Regions from separate parts of the Zea mays genome. Here region 2 is linked to region 1. Evidence: chromatin contacts called from public Hi-C data. All regions are on one chromosome and are shown on one strand. Each heading gives the region's core, a stretch centred on a gene start, on an enhancer-like site or on the middle of the called end of the contact. The rest is flanking DNA. Distances are from core to core; before and after follow the strand shown. Region 1 holds the start of LOC103638202. Region 2 holds the start of LOC103638205 (Helicase protein MOM1).

Region 1 (4,931 bases), core at 910-3,409:
TGGAAAAGAAAAAGTATTACAAGAAGAAAGGTGGCGAGGCGCACATGGACCGGGAATTGGACTCCGACGAGAGCTCCACCGATTCCTTCTCCGACGAGGACGCTGCCAACATCGCCATCAACAAGGGACTTCTCTTCCCCAACGTCGGCCACAAGTGTCTCATGGCTAAGGATGGCAAGAAGAAGAAGGTACATTCTAGAGTCACCCCCAAATACACTACATCTGATGATGAGGGTAGCTTTAGTGATAATGAATATGATTTAGTTTCTCTCTTTGCCAACCTTACCATGGACCAAAAGAAAAAAAAATTAGATGAATTAATAGAAACCATTAACGAGAAGGATGATCTCTTGGAATGCCAAGAGGACTTGCTCGTTAAGGAAAATAAATTTTTTGTTAAGTTGAAAAATGCTTATGCTCTAGAAGTAGAAAAATGTGAAAACTTATCTAAGGAGTTTAGCATTTGTAACGATTCAATTTCATGTCTTAGAGATTAGAATGCTAGTCTAAATGCTAAGATTGATGAATTGAATGTTTGCAAAACCTCTACATCTACTATTGAGCATATTACTATTTGCACTAGATGTAGAGATGTTAATATTGAAGCTATTGATGATCACCTTGCCATGATTAAAGAACAAAATGATCACATAGCTAAATTAATTGCTAAAATTGCCGAGCATGAGCTAGAAAATGAAAATTTTAAATTTGCTAGAAGCATGCTCTATAATGGGAGACACCCTGACGTTAAGGATGGTATTGGTTTCCAACAAGGAAGCCAAAGCAACACCAAACTTAATGCCCACAAGAAACTATCTAATTTTGTTAAGGGTAAGGCTCCCATGGTTCAGGATAGAGAGGGCTACATTTTATATCCTGCAAACTATCCTGAGCATAAGATTAGGAAAATCCATGCTAGAAAACCTCACAATGTTTCTCATCATGCTTTTATGTATAGAAATGAGGATTCTAGGTCTAGGCATACCACTCATATCAAAATGCCTAAGAGGAAGATTCCTACTGCATCAAATGAGCATAACATTTTATTTAAAACTTTTGATGCTTCTTATGTGCTGTAACACCCTGATTTTCGCCGCTAAGTAAAATCTTGTTTTATTTCGCAATCATCTTAATATATTAATTTTACACGCATGATGTTAGTAAACACGTGACTAGGTCATCTTCGCCTATCGCGATTTTAATATCGCATCTGTTTCTGTCTATTTAGACTCTTCCTAAGTCTTCGCGAAATTCGGAACGTAATTGTTCCAAAAATTTGCGAGTCCTGTGCCTAATTAAAATCTAACAAGTTTGGTGCCGTTTTCATTTCGGTAATTTAAACAGCTAAAAAGGGTTCATGAAGCTTTTGGATTATCGAATCTTCGTCGCTGGCGAACTTTGAACTGTTCGAATCACGCGCGTAAGTGAATACGAAAATCGGAAGACTTCTGATTTTATGCACAATTTGGAGCCCGTGCTGTCTGAACAGAACGATGCGCTAGCTGATTAAGTGAATCGTTTCTCTCAGCATGTGATCGTTGGCGTCAGATCAAATGATCGATCACTGGTGAGGATCGTAAAAATTAGACGGAGCTAAACAACAGTCTCTCCGTCTTAATCTATTTCGTATGTCGCGAGTTCGACATCGTTTTTTATTTATCCGGGCTCTTCCTAAATTTTCGTGTTGTTCGAAACATAGTCGTTCCGAAAATCGGTGCGTCCGGTGATTATTTAACATACATCGCTCGCGCGAATACGAATTCAGAAGCTTTACCTACTCCTACAATTTTATCCCGGACAAATTAGTTTGAACTCGACGACTAAAATGTTCGGGGCAAAATAATTTGAATCGTGCAGTGTCTGAGAGAAATCGTGCGCGAGGTCGATAATCAGGGAATTATAATTGAGATCTGATTATCACATAAATTGCCCGTAACCATGGAATCAGATGTTCAGACCGCAGGTAACTTTATCAGATTTCGAATCGAATTAAACTGTGTCACAAGAACTGTCGACCCTTTTGTTATCGCTAAAAATCTCGATCCAAAAATATCTGTGATTTTCCATTATAAAAAAAAAGAGAAAGAAATAAAAAAGAGAGAAAAATATCATCGCTCTTTCCTATCAGCTGCAGCCGTTCTCCCTGATTTTTTCCACCGCCCATGGGCCTGGATATTTTTTTTCTCAGCTCTATCCTTTGCCGTGCGTGCCTGGCCAGCTCGTGGAAAAATCTCGCCGCCGCCTCCATTCTCCTTTTTCTCGCAGCGCCGCGGCTTCCCTCCCCCTGAGCTCCCTCAGCCATGACGCGTCTTCCTCCCTGCACACGTCCTTCTGCTCGATCCCAAGCTTCCTGTGCGCGCGCTACTCTTCCTTCCCATGTTACTGCGCGCTCTACCTTCCCTCCCATGGCGTCCATCTCCCTATGCTTGCCCCTTCCCCTGCTTCTCCTCCGTGGAGCTCCATCTCCTTGCGCGGCACTCCCTCCAGCTCCTTCCTCTCCCTCTCGGTTCTCTGTTGGCCGGTGCTCTACTCCTCCCATCCACGACGTGGGTTCTGCTCCCTCTGCTCGGAGTCTCCTACGCGCAGCTCGCCAGGCTCTCCCTCTCTCATGGCGAGCGCCTGTGCTCCCTCCACCCTGCTCGCATGGCCGCGCCGGCTCCCTCCAGTCGGCCGCGCGCCCAGCCAAAGTCCCCTGCGCGCAGCTCGCGCCCTGCTCGCCCCTCTTCTCGCCGAGTACTTTCCCCATAAAATTTGCTCGACCACGGTCTCGTCAAACCGTGAAGCTTCCTCGCCGTGTGCTCTGGCATCGGCTGTCGCCAATTTTGCCATAAAGTTCACGAGCACTCCTTGCTCAGTTTGTTTCGCAGTGGGCTATTTCTCCACATTTCAATTCCGTGCTGCTTGCCCCGTGTGCGCTCGCTCCAGACTCGATCTCGTCGTCATTCCGTGTGTCATCAAGAAATCCCAAGAATCGGGCGGATTCGTGTCAGTTGTTGGAACGGTAAGCTGATTTGCTATTTTTATTTTCTGATTTGATGAATGGATTGGTTGAATTAGTTGTCCGTAAAGAGTGTTTTATTCTTAGCACGGGTGCGTTGTCGAGGTATTAGATGTATGTCGTGATGCCTCGCTTCATGCATCAATGGAGTCTGTACATACGTATGAAGTGGTCGTGTCACGCGAAACTCAAAGTTTAAAACGCTTATTGTGTGAGGAGTGGCTAATTGAATAATAAGTCTAGTGTCTCTCTCATATAGCTGATAAATACGACCGTGGTTATATTAAATGATTATTAAAATGCATCGCAGGTAGTATGTAGTGGGTGCATATGTCGAATAGGTTTAAATTGGCTCTTTGCTGAGAAGTGAGGAGAATTAATAGCGTGAAGAATTGATTTATTAATCCAAACGATTATCCGATAAGGCTGTCATCGTTGATTTGGTAGGATATTTTGGTAATCAAACCTGAAATGTTTGATTAATTGTTAACATGTAAAATATATGAGGTGTGAAATAAAATTAAATAATTCTTTGTGAGCGATGGGGTATAATTTATAAAGAGGGGGATAAGTTTAGAATTTAATTAATTAGCTGATAAGTTGTGTTTAGGCTAAGTGTATTAAAGGTGTATAGTTTGTTGCTCGTAATGTTTGCGTTAGGTTCGTTTAATCTAGAGAAGCGTAAATATTGCGCTTAGTCGTACGTCGATAACTAGTGTTTTCGTATGAAAATAGTACGACACTTCATCACTAAGTGTTTAATTCTTGCCGGTGTAGCACTATTTAGATCTATGCTATTCCTGTCTATATGCATTCATGTGCATAATGCATTTCATTCAGGTACGTGAATTAACCACGTGATGCGGAGAACCAGAATTGAGTTGACCACAAGATGGTGCTGATGAACGGAATTGAAGATGGACAGACGAAACAAGTATCAGAACAAAGGATGGTCGTCAAGTGATCGACGTCTAACAAACACTAACGTACTGTTTATCCCAGGCAAGCCCCGGTGCATGCAACCCCTTCCTTGTGTTTTTAAATAATTTTTACATACTTTAAGTCTAGCGAAATGTGCATTAGGTTTATAGGAGTTGCTTGGAAACCCTTTGATGCATTGCCTACCTTGATATCCATACCTTTATAGATACTTCTGATGAAGTATCAAAATATGATTTACAAAAATGCTTATCCCTGCTTAGACCTTGTAGATAGAGGTTGTCTTTTGCATTAAGGCCTAGCTCAGGGGTTATCTTAAGGAAGGATGACTTCTACCTGCAAGAATATTTTCATTGGGAGCGTGGTGGGATCTTACTGCAAAGTTCCCTATAATGCTCTTTTCATCCTAAGGAACTGTTGGGGGCCTTCGTCCTCCGAAGGTCCTCAAAAACATGATTTGACAATGTTTTCCAAGTGGATTATGTGAACAGGTACCTTCGGACTCAGAATTACGAACATGAAGTGCGGTCAGGACGAAGCCTGAACCAGACGAAGGACGGGCTGATTACCAAGCTCCACGAAGGATGGTGCACAGCCGAAGCTGTGCGCAGGGAAGCTTCGTCGCGATAGCAGAGAGGGGAACCGACTTAAAGATGAAAAGACTACGTGGACCTTGTCAGATTTCCATAAGTCATTGACAAATGTAATGGACATAAATGTAATTTTACGTGGGCTGCGTCCCGCGTCTATAAATAGATGAACAGTACTCCCGTACTGTTCACGCTGACTTGGCATTTGCTTTTGCGTCACGCTTGTACTTTTTATCTTCTCTCAGGACCGAAGGTACATTTGTAATTTGAAATCATTTCTATTTTTCCATGTTAATAAAATAGAAATGATTCTATGATGATGCTTATATTATATTTCATGCTTTATATGAATCCTTCGTCATTACTTGTTATGTTTACGAAGGTATGTCTCTTATGACCTTCGT
Region 2 (4,931 bases), core at 710-3,209, 180 kb before region 1:
ATGCTTAGCGCGTTGATTTTGTCGGTAGTATATACCCAACTGCTGCTTACTGCACTGATTCCATCAGCAGCATAAATACAGAGCTGACTTGTTTGAATCTCAGATTTTAGAAAAGGGGTGGCAGCTCCAACCTCTAAAACAACATCAGACTGATGGGATCCAATCTTCAATCCATCTCCCTCCAATATCACCTCAATTTCATGCAAGTCAGAAGAGTGACCTCCCAAGACCTCACTAGCAACAACATTTGAAGCTTCCTGGTTGGGTTGTTCCGGTGCATTACTTTCTTCATGCACCAAAACAGCACCATCTCCTTCCGGTTGCACCTCAGAAGCTTTTTCCTCATCCTCCCTGAGGGTAGCAAGCACTGCATTACAAAATTTACAGATAGCAGTCTTTAGTATTTGGATGAAAACTAAGCATCAGCATCCAGGGGAACAGAGGTGGTAGAAATCATCATCCTGAAATTGCTATGCCAAAATCTGATCGCTAAGAAGCTATAAGCCCTCTTGGAATGACATTATGACAATGGAAGGATGATTAAGCAAGAGTGATATGCATGGAGTACTATGATATCGGTTGGGTTTTAGAAGGCTCAGCGCACTAAGGATGCTTCAAGACATTGCGCTCAACAATAAAGAAGACTAAAAGGGTGCAGTTCTTTTTAAGTAATAATATTGAGCATTTTAAAGCAATCTGACAAGTGGAATGTTTGCAACAGAGAAAGTAAGTAATGAGCTGGATTAGCGAGACTTCAAAAAAATACCCATCGTGCAAAAAAACCATTAATTCAATGAAATGGCATGGCATCATGTACCAGATTCTTCTCCTATATTGAAGAGTGCAATGTAGCTCTTCGCATGCAGGAGCCTTTTCTGCTTCTTGGACGGTGTAGAGGCAGTCAGAGCATCATCTTGGGTTTTTCTTTTGGTGGAGGCGGGCGTTGAGGTTTCATTAGGTTCTTGTTTTGAAGGAGAAGGTGAAACACTTGTGTTCCTAACTCTGGAGGGCTTTTTTGTTGAGTCTTTGGGGTTGTTTGGCAAGGGTGTGGATTTGGGGGTAGCAATTGCAGTGGCATCCTTGGTGGGCGTTTTAGCAGATCTGTGAAGGGGTGGTGTGTCAGCAAGTCTAGATTTGTGCTTTCCTTTGTTTTCTCGAGTGGACCTCCTGAGGTTTGGTGTGTGAGCACTGGCAGCTGCGGTGTTCCTGGTCTCCCTTCCATCGGCAAGCTTCCTTGTGGCAGTTGCAGAAGCAGCAGCTGGAGGAGAAGAAGGGGGGGGAGGGGCATCTCCTCCTCCTCCTGACCGGGTATTAGCCATGGATCAGTAGTAGCAGCAGCAGATCAACACCTGGGTCAGTTCAACCGTTTGTTCCTCCGAGGTGCGAATCACGCCCCCGCCCGCGGCACCGGCAGCGAACTCGTCCCCCAAAATCGCCGGCGAGCCCGAACCCCAACAACCCGAGGCCACTACCTCTGCGAGCGCGCGATCAGTCGTCAGAAAGAAATCTGTGTAAGTAGCAGGGTAGTCTGAGGAAGAGCAGGGGAGCGGAAGGAAAACGAAAGAGAAGCATGGATTACTTACCAGCCACGCTCCACCGGCAATGGGTTGAGAAGAAGAGATTTGTGGGTCCTGGAATCCGCTGCACCAGCTACCCTAGCTAGGGCTTGGCAGGGACGGGAGTGCTTGCACGGCGCTGGAGGAGGAAGGTCAGCAGGAGGCGGCCCGGCACGGCCCTGCCGAAACCCTATTCTACCTCCCCCTCCCTGACCGCCTCGTCTGATCGTCTCGCGAACACGAGGGGTTTTGCGGGTGAGGAGGCGGAGTCGACCCCACCGACCAAAGGAAGACGGAGAAAGGCGTGATCGGATGGTGTGCTCTCTCCTCTCTGTGGCTCTTCGCTCACTCAGACTGGAGTCAGTCTAAAAATAACTTTTAGTACCTAATCTTTAGTCCCCTCAATGGGTGTTGGTTAGAGGGATTAAAGATTAGTCTGTAGTTTTTAGTCCTATTTAGTCTTTTTTAGTTAAACACTAGGACTAAAATATAGACTAAAATGATTTAGTCTTTAGGGGGTGTTTGGTTAGAGGGACTAAAGATTAGTCTCTAGTTTTTAGTCTCATTTAGTCCCTTTTTAGTCAAACACTAGGATTAAAATATGAACTAAAATGATTTAGTCTTTAGTCCTTCACATATGTGCTAAAAGGGACTAAACCATATTAATTCCACATTTACCCTTTGTTTAGTTCAATTGTACTAATAGCAGGAGAATGTTAAAGGTCATTTTAGTCTTCTTATGAGTCATTTAGTATATTTTTACTATTTTTAGCCCCTAGAACCAAACATGTTAGAGACTAAACTTTAGTCCCTAGACTAAAGAAACCAAACATGGCCTTAGTCCTTCACATATGTGCTAAAAAGGACTAAACCATATTAATTCCACATTTACCCCTCATTTAGTTCAATTGTACTAATAGCAGGAGAATGTTAAAGGTCATTTTAGTCTTCTTATGAGTCATTTAGTATATTCTTACTATTTTTAGCCTCTAAAACCAAACATGTTAGGGACTAAACTTTAGTCCTCTAACTAAACTTTAGTCCCTAGACTAAAGAAACCAAATATGGCCTGACTCCAACACGAAGTCATTTTAGCCATTCATGTATTTTGCTTGTTATAGTCATGTTTGAAAATTAAACCAGTTTTTATTTTTTATCTAGAATAGGCTAACTTCTTAGTTTTTAAGAAACGGGGAATCCAGTTTCTATAAACTAAGATATAAACTAGTTTATTTAGAACCAGTTCAATTTTTATAAACTAGTTTCTTAAAAACTGAGTGCATACATTAAATTGTTATGGTTGTTACAGGTAGTTTAGCTAGTCATATAAATTTAGTGTATTCAACAAAAAATCATTTTACCATCTAGTATCGGGTCGGTGGTGAATGGTGGAGTTACTCTGTCATTGAGACACATATTAAAATGGTTGCCCCCTTTCTATACCATTCATTTTAGCTTTCCTTTCTCACCTCATCCAAAATGATTGTTCTTTTTACCTGTCCTGTTGGATAAACACTACCGTACCTATATAACATCTAGTTTAGCTTTGGATGTCCTTTAGTTGTCCTGTTGGAGCCAGGGCTCAGAGGCTAACCAACCTATGTTATGCTAATTACTAGCTATTATAGCGCCACGTAGCCCTTGAATTCGTAGTCGTCCGATAGATTACCAACGAACACGCGACCGTTTCCGTACACCCTTCCAACAGGCCGGTGTATCCATTTAGAGCAAGTTTAATAATTGCCAATGAACATGCGACTGTTTCCGTACACCCTTCCAGTGGCACTGTGTATCCATTTAGAGCAAGTTTAATAGTATAGCCAACTATTGGCTATAGGACCTTTGCAATCTACCTTATAGTTGTAATGTACAATTGTTACCCATTTGCAATCAATATATGGTTCACTTTGTAGGATCTAGGACACTGGCTAGATGGGGTGAATAGACGGTTGACTAAAATCAAAGACACTAGAGAAATTTAATCAATACGACAAAAGATATAAATTCTCTAGCTAGTAGAAGGATGCAACTAATGGGAAACTAACGATATCAAAGTTAAAAATGAATGATAATCACTAGGTCCTTGCAATTTAAACAAATAAGAAGAAGAAAGAGACATCGAAAATTTTCTCGTGGTATCAGTGATTTGTCAATCACCCCTAATCCACGTTGAGGTGGACTCCAAGTTCTCACTTACTCCTCTATCAAGACATGGCTTGATCTTTGAGCCAAGGAAATAAGGAATCACTCAATACCTCGGTTCACTAGTGTCGCCTTTGCCGCTCCGGCGAGATAGGCGTGGAGCCCTCACAATCACCACCGCGACTCATGTACAATCTTCACGGAGAGCTCGACGGAGACACTACCAAGTTGTCTAGGAGGCGGTAATCTCCAAGAGTAACAAGTCGATGATGCTTGTTCGGTGTACCACATAGTGCCTCAAGGATCACCAATTGATGCAAATGCACTAGAAACACTCAATCTCCCACTAGAATACAATCTCAAGCAAAGAGTGTGAGAGAGTAAGTTGGAGGATCACAAATATGCCCAATATGTGCTAGGAATGGCCAAGAGAACACTCACACACGAGAACCCTTTCTATTTATATGCCCCAAACATTTCTAACCGTGCAAATAGCACACTTTTTGCGCACACGATAGTCCTCGCCCTTAGGGCGAACGGTCCACCGTACCTGTAACGTCTATAAATGCCTTTTGAACCATGTCAGAGCTGTCAGAAAAAGGTAGGTCTAAATAGTCCACAGCCCACACCTGGACTGTCTGAGACCTAGCAACAAGAACCACCCGAGCTCTTTGTTCAAACGATATCTACACAAGCGGATTGTCCGCTCTCCAAGGCCGGATGGTCCGCCACTTGGGAGTTAGTACTGTTCGGGCTGAAACTCCGGACAGTCCGTAGCACAAACCTTAAAAAACACACAGTCCCTGCCCAATTCCATTTTTGCACTTGCGGACAATCCGCTGACCCTGGCCAGACTATCCGCACAGGCACACAGGGACTTGTGCAAACTTGCAACTTCTCTGGTTATGACCGCAGATGATCCGTCCCTGAGGCCCGAACGGACTGTAGTACAAAAGTTAAAAACACCCTGAGAGAGACCACTTCTGTTGGTCCACTGAGTGAGTCGCGGACGGTCTGGCCTCCTGGCCCGGACGGTCCGCCGACCACTGAACATACCAACCTTCCAAATATACTTTTGAAAAGATTTTAACTCTCAAAATCGGAAACGTTGTTAGTCCTCATACAAATGCAAAGACTAGATGCTTTATGAGGCACTAAGCTTTACACGGACAAGTGTCATTGACCACTCTTGATAGTTCGGCTATCTAGCCTACTGATCCGGTCAATTTCTTC

What was found. A called contact is a pair of places that touch in the nucleus more often than the background predicts.
Region 2: a Hi-C map of tassel shows a contact between it and region 1, with 4 times the contacts expected there. The contact joins the promoter of LOC103638205 here to the promoter of LOC103638202 in region 1. A contact is called at or near these places in 2 of 25 Hi-C or Micro-C datasets (ear and tassel).

What each region holds. Positions count from the first base shown.
Region 1 is chr9:31,949,841-31,954,771 of Zm-B73-REFERENCE-NAM-5.0, reverse strand. It overlaps LOC103638202, which reads left to right and starts at 2,159. Exons shown (of 3, transcript XR_558619.3): 1 at 2,159-3,001; 2 at 3,839-4,000; 3 at 4,429-4,850.
Region 2 is chr9:32,127,873-32,132,803 of Zm-B73-REFERENCE-NAM-5.0, reverse strand. It overlaps LOC103638205 (Helicase protein MOM1), which reads right to left and starts at 1,959. Exons shown (of 21, transcript XM_008661197.4): 1 at 1,584-1,959; 2 at 818-1,474; 3 at 132-367. The coding sequence starts at 1,319.